Linked DNA regions of Mus musculus: region 2 is linked to region 1. Evidence: chromatin contacts called from public HiChIP or PLAC-seq data. All regions are on one chromosome and are shown on one strand. Each heading gives the region's core, a stretch centred on a gene start, on an enhancer-like site or on the middle of the called end of the contact. The rest is flanking DNA. Distances are from core to core; before and after follow the strand shown. Region 1 has its middle 130 kb from the start of Mpdz. Region 2 has its middle 21 kb from the start of Gm11412.

Evidence for each region. HiChIP or PLAC-seq counts read pairs in DNA pulled down with a chosen protein or histone mark.
Region 2: an H3K27ac HiChIP or PLAC-seq map of neural progenitor cells shows a contact between it and region 1, with 4 times the contacts expected there. The contact joins two enhancer-like sites. A contact is called at or near these places in 2 of 484 Hi-C or Micro-C datasets (brain and cerebral cortex) and 4 of 115 datasets of contacts at active chromatin or transcription factors (astrocytes, neural progenitor cells and stem cell-derived neural progenitor cells).

The regions. Positions count from the first base shown.
Region 1 is chr4:81,566,152-81,570,180 of GRCm38.p6, forward strand. No RefSeq gene overlaps it. Among named protein-coding and RNA genes, the nearest start is that of Mpdz, 130 kb to the left of the region's middle. Within about 2 kb of position 1,995, at least 35 of the 459 cell types and tissues checked have an H3K27ac peak or open chromatin away from gene starts, as enhancers often do. A contact at or near this core is called in brain, cerebral cortex and neural progenitor cells, where this site is marked.
Region 2 is chr4:81,762,791-81,766,819 of GRCm38.p6, forward strand. No RefSeq gene overlaps it. Among named protein-coding and RNA genes, the nearest start is that of Gm11412, 21 kb to the left of the region's middle. Within about 2 kb of position 1,686, at least 69 of the 459 cell types and tissues checked have an H3K27ac peak or open chromatin away from gene starts, as enhancers often do. A contact at or near this core is called in brain, cerebral cortex and neural progenitor cells, where this site is marked.

The DNA of each region.
Region 1 (4,029 bases), core at 745-3,244:
ACCGTCCAGTACTAGCTGTTTTCTGGCTCGAATTCTTCAGCACATATGGTGCTAGCATAAGCTTGTGCCTGTCTGCCTACTCTGGGTAATTTTGCATGCAAATAGTTTTAGTGCCTATGTTGAGGTGCTAAAACGTGTTTAGTACACTTGAAAATATTTGCATTGCAAAAGGAGAGTGAATCTCCTGAGGAAAATCGAATTGATATTTTGTATTAAGAGACCACTCTGGGTACCGTGTGGTCTTCTTCTATGAAGAATTCTGTTTACAGTACAGCTAGCATTTTTAATTGACCTTTAGAAGAAAAGGTCTGGCAATAGCTTTGCCAACTTTATAAACCGTTGGGCCATCTTCTGGCAACGTTCTTCACACGAATCAGTGGGGCAGAGAGAGAAGGACGTTATCTAGCGGCTTTTGCTGGACTGTCACTTCTCAAGCCTCAGTTTGGTGGACTGGTAAGAGAACTCTGAAAATTATAAACCCAGTTTCAGCTGGAATGAGCCTAACCAATTAGCTAACTAGCTAACCAACTAGCTCAGGGAAGGCTTGCATGCAGGGGAGCAGCCGTGGTTGCCGGGCGTGAGGCCCCACACAGGGTTCCATTTGCCTCAATCCCATCTGCTGCATTTACGGGAACCAGTTCGTTAAGTCTGAATTGAATCCAAATAAAATGCGTTTCTGACGCAAAGCCGATGACTGGTGCCATTCTCCACTGCATTATGTCAAATTAGAGTTTGTTTGGAAAAGAGGTTACAGAGAGCCTGTGCAAATGTCGCTTGCACGGAACATTGATCGAGTAAGAGTTCTGCACAAATTCAACCGCCACTTGCTATAAACAAATTTGCCCCTCCCTAGTTTGACTCCTATTCACCAAGACTGAATCAAAATATTAGAACCTCTAATGAAGTAATAAATAAAATTCAAGACAGGCTAGTAAAAGGTTGGTGGAACTTCTCTGACAGCCATCTTTTCCACGTTTTTAGAGAATTTCATTTTATTACCTATGCTAGTTGGGGAGGAGTGCGTCCTTATAAAATGAAAGTAGTCCAGTGTCTGCAAAAGAACCAAATGATAAGAGGCACAACGGAGGAAGCCAGCATAGAGGATTTCCCTCCCTGCATCTCTCTCCGTAGAGAAGGGAGGCCATGGGATGCTAATGACTTCTGTTGTTGGAGATGGGCAAGTCTGTTTTACCCCAAGCTCCACCAAGAAAGAACTGCCTACTACAGATTGGATGGAGCTTAGAAAGAACTCCAGGGTGTACTCCGGATATTTGTTCTCTTCATCCCTGTCACTTCCCGTAGTGTCTAAGGTGTAGTAGCATTGTGTACTACTAAATATCAGAGATAGGTAGCAGGCAAGAGACAAAGGGAACTCTTTACAAACACAAGCCAGCTTAGAAGGGCTGTCTTTACTATGGGATGAAACTCCTGGTGGCAATCTATTTCTTTACTTTTTTTTTCCTTTTGGGAAAAAAAAAAAAGAGGCCTCTGCTTTATGTAGGACCTTTGCACATCCATCAACCTATTAAGCAACTAAATAAAGCAGTATATGAACAATAAATCATTTTGAATTTCATGCATGCACAAACCTTTTGATACCAAATTGACAAGAGAAACTTGGGTCTGGAGGAGGCTACAGACACTCCTCCAACAGTGTTGCATGTAAGATTAGGAGTTGTTCTCCACTCCTGTCAACTGCTCATTCTGGGTTCCAAATCTCGGGGCTTCTCTTTCCTCTGGTGATGGTGGAGACTAGGATGCTCAGCATGGAATTGTGTGTGTGTGTGTGTGTGTGTGTGTGTGTGTGTAAGAGCCTGCTAGCACATGTGTGGTTGAGGGGGTGGGGGAGCACGCTGTTCAGGATAAACCCACCACACATTTCTGCCATCACAGACGGTGGGCAAACAGCTGTCTGCACAGCTGAGACCACTGGAGCTGCCTGCCCTGCTCCAGTAACTCGTGAGCACATGGCTGGTCCCTGGATGGCACCATGCCCTGTGCAGCAGAGAGGCCCCAGCTTTCCCGAGGCTGAGCAGGCGGGGACTTTGCCACCAGACACAATAAGCATGTGAAATCAGGTCTCATGAATAATTCATCCTTAGTGTCCTATGAAACAAAGAAATGGTATGTTTGCTGGGAGATAACCATGTTCTGGCATTTGTAAATCTTTCTGGATTTGGAGTTGATCATGTTTCTGGTGTTGGAGAAATGTTTTGTTTTGTTGTGTTTTTAAATTTTTTGAACACACACACACACACACACAAAAAAAGTTGGAAATTCAACATAGTAATTTTACAGTGGAGGTCTTCCATGACATATTGAATGGTTTATACGAGTTTGGCTCATGATTTAGGAATCTGAAAAAGTAAAAAAAAATCTCATTTGGTGAAAAGGGATGTTAAAATCGGTTTGCTGCCATAGACTCCAGCAGGACAGAGAGTTCCCAAGATTCTTTCTTTCCGACAAGGCAAGCAGCCCACTCTGCTGGTACATGCTTCATTGCTGTGAGCTGAAAAAGCTGCTGGGCCCCCAGCATCTCACAGCATTGCAGGGAGAACAGATCTCTCGGTTTCGCCATCAATGTACAAAAACATACTTTGGTGAACCGAACTCCAAATTGTAGTGACACTCATATGCTCACCAGTTTAACACCAGTTAAATTAGTAATAAAAAAATAACCCTTCAAGAAAGAGAAGCTACTCTATTCCTTACTGTAGGTGGACTCAATGCAACGGACCTACAGACACTGGGTAGAGCACATTCATTTGCCTAACGGATGCTTCTAGAGGGTTATGTGAATTAGCTGGGTTCCTGAGCTTATTGTAACTGCTATTTATAATTAGAATCTGAGCATCCGTTTCACTAAGTTTTTAATATCCTCAAGAAAAATAAGCCTGAAGAGTTACTCATCTTGGAAATGACAACCTGGTAAAGCAAATCCCAGTCCTGTTCTCTCACTCCACCAGGCATGATCTCATCTATTTCTGCTGTTCACGTGAGCTCTCTCCACACACCTTCTTGCTTTTCTTTCTTCTTGTGAGTTCACGAGTTCCTTGCATCTCTCCAGCTTTCGGGTTCCCTATAAACCCGAACACAAGTTCTTCTGTGTCACTGACCTCACACAATCTCTTCAGTTTGATAGAGAATGTCAGAGAGAGACCACACGGATTTGGCAGAATGAATGTAAAGAGAAGCAGAAATGGGATAAGGTTCTACCAGTTATGGGCTGGAGTGAAAATACAAATCCTTTTCGCTTTAGGGTGACAAGGTTGGAAGATGAGGTATGATTTGGCAGGTGGTATAACTCCTGGTGGATAAAAGTATATGAGCACCTCGAGATGCACCGTGTGAGTGTGTGTGTGTGTGTGTGTGTGTGTGTGTGTGTGTGTGTGTGTGTGAGAGAGAGAGAGAGAGAGAGAGAGAGAGAGAGCACATATGCAGCTGAAGCAGACCTCAGGCCCTTGGAGCTGGTAGAGAGAACCTGAATGTTGTTGACCTTATGTATTTTCTCGTGGTTACTGGATTCCTCCCAGCCGCTGCTGTGAATTCAGTCACCTATGATTGGTATTCTCTACTTGGACTGTTCATGGTCCCTAACACTGTAAATAAAAGCAGGACAGCTCCCAAACTGCTTGCTCTTTAGAAAAGATAATAGACTTTGGAGAGACAAAAACTTGGTCAGTGTTAGCAGTGACTTGGGACCAGTAAGGATTCATTGGAAATGACGGTGGCTGCCTATAAAGAACAAAACATGAAACAAAAACAAAAACAAAAACAAAAACAAAAAACAAAAGCAGAAAAGCAAACGCAAACAAAGACTGGGTCATTCAAGAAGCGTTGTCATTTCCCTTGATTGCCTGTATGTGGCAACTATCAGCTCCAGCCATTACTGCATCACATACCTTGTTTCAGCATGAGTTTGCAGAAGTTGATTGAGTCCCCTCTTCTGAGCACTGTCTTAGACTCAGCGGATTCCTATATTCTGCTGGGGCAACATCACTGAGACTCGTAACATTTGCTTCCAGTATG
Region 2 (4,029 bases), core at 436-2,935, 200 kb after region 1:
CAGCGCCCTGGTTGATTTCCTTTGGGGTGGGGGTTCCCCCTGCTTGCTCGGGCTTTGTTTTAACTGCGTTTTGCTGAGGGTGCTTTGTAACCGCTGCAGATCCAGACAAAGAAAACTTTTATGCACGTAAACAAAACAGATTACCCTGAGCCAGGATTTCTGGGCCGAACATATTCCTTAGACTATTTCTGAGCGGTTATTTATGGATGTCTGTTTATCCCCTGGAGCCTGACTTTGGTGCAGTGAAACCACTCTGTGTTTAGTGCAATGGTCTGCCACCCCAGGGGATGGCTAGATGTCAAATATTTACCCCTGTGGGAATGAACGAAAGTCAGAGATACAGAGAAAATAGGAGTTAAGTGCAGGGTCCACGGGAACTAGCAGCATTTTGAGGGAAATGAATTTTAAAGAAAACAAATGAAATAAAGAGATATCACAGCTTTAGGGGTTTTGTTTTGTTTTTTAATGGGACAGGGAGGAGAGCCCTCTCAAGTATAAAGTGACTTCAAGCAGTGGAGGATTTTCACCTCCCTGCTTTCTCAGCAACCACACCCACCATTTTCTCACCTGGCTCAGCACCAGGCCCAGAGGGAGACATTTAAAATTTTTTATTCTTTTAATTGGAAACGGATGCTGTACCTTGTCTTTCAAGCCTGCTTTGAGAGGGAGGTAGGTAGTGAGGGATGAAGTAGTGAGGGACTAAGGGAGGAAAGAAAGATGAAGAGGCAGGAGGAAGGGGAGGGAGGGAAGGAGGGAGGGAGAGGGTGAAGAGAGAGGGAGGGAGGAGACCTAGCCAAGTATTAGTTTAGCCGGAATGAAACCTTGTAAAACTTTGAAATCAAATTTGGCATTCAACTCTGTAGATACTCACACTGGAAAACTCCAGAAAGTCACAAGAACGTTGACTGTCTTGCCCAAGATTCTTCTTTTCAAGTGTTGTGGCCCCCTGCTCCCTTCCCGAGCCATTTTCTTTGGCATTGGACTTACTGTACTATCGGGTACAACGCTACATTTCTACAGGCTGTGTCAAAGCATGTCAAGTTGCAAAAGGGCTTGTAAAATAATCATGGACAAGGAAACAGAACAGCCATTAAAGCTGTAAAGGGACGACTACACTGAAGGGCAGGCTTGAAATAAAGTCCATGTGACCTACGGAACAGGGGAAGCTTCTGAAGTCTGGAAGACAAAGCACAGGCATGTCTTCATTTCTTTTTTTTCACGGGGCACCGGGATTTTTACTTTGCTGTAGGCACCCGGAGCATAGGGGAGTTTGCTGAGGCCAGGTCTGATCTGAAGCCTGTCCGCTGTTGAGACGAATGACAAGGCCATCTCTGCTTAAACACCTGAGTTCAGAGTGACAGCAAATTCCAGTGGAGCCAGGTATCCATCTGCAAGAACTCCTAGCAGCTCACTTGTACTGGGAAGCGACCCTAGGCTGCCCTGCTTTTGGTGAGGACAGCTTTGCCTTGCGGCTGGGCACACCACATTCAAAAGCAAACATTGGACAGCTTCACCTTCTTCCACTTTGGCAAGGAAAATAGAATGCACAAAGGAGCATTCCTTTAGTTGTATTTAGAAATGAAAGTCCCGGCGGATTTAGGAGCTGGTGCCTGGGAGGCCCCTGCATTGTGAGCCCTGTGCAGCAGGCCGGCCCGCTTACACAAGCAGCCTTTGTTTTAATTAGCACAGGAGCAGCCCTCCCCTCCTCCTGCAGGGCTTCCACTTTACAATTGTCTGGGAACTCCCTCAGCTGAAAATGGTTACTAAGAAAATTTCCACAGAAATCCAACCAAAAGGGCCAGGCCAACGCTGGGCTTTTAAAAGCACTTTTCCAAATTGAGTCTTGAAGGAGTGGACCGCCTGCTGGAATGGATGTCCACTGTAGGGAGAACCCCAAGGTTAACAGTGGTTTGCTTCAAAATAGTAGTCAGTTCTTCCTACCTCTTGCCTCCAAAGAAAGAAAACAACACAACCTCCTTAAAATGGTGTTATGGATCTGGTGTAAAGTGACAAAGGCCAGGGCATTTAAAATGAAAGGAGACACTATCTCCAAGCTAGTTTTCAAGGTTGCATTGAATCTGAAGGTGGTGCAGTGAGTTACAGAAAGTGACTGTCACACCTCTACACACAGCTGCCCTTCCCTAACCTCTAGCTTTTGGACAACTGGTGCCCTGAAGTAGTGGAGATGCACGTGGTATTCAAAGAGAAAATTCAGTCGAGTTAGGCAAGGGGAGCCCTGGAGGCAGTCGAAGCTCCTGGAGATGGCCTTCGTAGCTTTGGTCAAGAAATGCATGTGGTTCCTAGCAGACGTATTACCACCTGATTCATCCTTTGCTGCAATTTTCTGGGTTTTATTTGTGCCCTTTTTATTTTCAACTGGAGTACTTTCAAATTGAAATTTGCAAAATGTGCTCAATGAAAAATTTCATCAAATGTGTACATATTTTATAACTCAAGCATAAAATTTAAATATGTTTTGAGATGTGTGTGTCATAAACATACTTATGTGATATAAAGTACAATTCATTTGTTCACTTGGAAAGCTAGCACATTTTTTAAAGTAATTAAAAATATAGTTTCATTTCTTTTTTTTGGGAGTTTTTTTTAATTAGATATTTTCCTCATTTACATTTCCAATGCTATCCCAAAAGTCCCCCATACCCACCCCCACAATCCCCTACCCACCCACTCCCCCTTTTTGGCCCTGGCGTTCCCCTGTACTGGGGCATATAAAGTTGGCAATTCCAAAGGGCCTCTCTTTCCAGTGATGGCTGACTAGGCCATCTTTTGATACATATGCAGCTAGAGACAAGAGCTCCGGGGTACTGGTTAGTTCATATTGTTGTTCCACATATAGGGTTGCAGATCCCTTTAGCTCCTTGGGTACTTTCTCTAGCTCCTCTATTGGGGGCCCTGTGACCCATCCAATAGCTGACTGTGATCATCCACTTCTGTGTTTGCTAGGCCCGGCATAGTCTCACAAGAGACAACTATATCTGGGTGCTTTCAGCAAAATCTTGCTAGTGTATGCAATGGTGTCAGCGTTTGGAAGCTGATTATGGGATGGATCACTGGATATGGCAATCACTAGATGGCCCATCCTTTCGTCACAGCTCCAAATTTTGTCTCTGTAACTCCTTCCATGGGTGTTTTGTTCCCATTTCTAAGAAGGGCAAAGTGTCCACACTTTGGTCTTTGTTCTTCTTGAGTTTCATTTCTTTATTAGGTTTTGTTTTGTTTTGTTTTGTTTTGTTTTGTTTTTGTTTTTGTTTTTTGTTTTTGGATTTGATTCCTTATTGCTGTTTTAAGAATTTGCAGCTCAAATTGAACTATTAAGTGTTCTGATCTTTAGGTTAAAACCAAATACAAATACTTGGGTATTCTCATTTCATTGCCATGGCACTGAACGAAAACGTTTTAAGTAAATCATCCAATTTCTGCCAATGAATGGCAAGTTGGTGCTGGGAACCACATTTGATCAAAAGTAAAATGCAGTTTCCCAGAGCCAGGTACAGATGCATGAGAGACAAGTTGCTCCACCATAGTCCTGTCAATAAAATATAAACCCCAGGTTCAGGATGATCCCTCTGGATTTTTCAGAGACAGAAAACTTACAAACTGAGCTTATGTCTGCCCTCACACCAAGAAGAACCATTGAGCAGCAGCAGCAGCGCTCTAGGCAGGCTCTGGGCATGACATGCTTCACAGTTAGATTTGTGTGGCCTTGCTGTTCTAGGTGTCTCGTTGTACATTCATAAGGGTTGCTAGAGGGCTGAACCCAAAGATAAACCAGTGGCCAAGAGGAGAGAAACTTTTATCTCAGTCAAGGATAAAGCCTCTTGTGCCTGGCAATATTGATGGGTGCCATTCCACAAAGGGTATTCGGGATTGCTGATGTGAAATTCTCTCACCCATACCTTCAGAGGGAAGGAACTCACAGTGAAGTGTCAGAAGACACCAGTCAAGATAGGAAATTTGTAACTGAGGAGGGAGGAGTAGATTTTTAGGATCCAGTACCATTTTCTAACT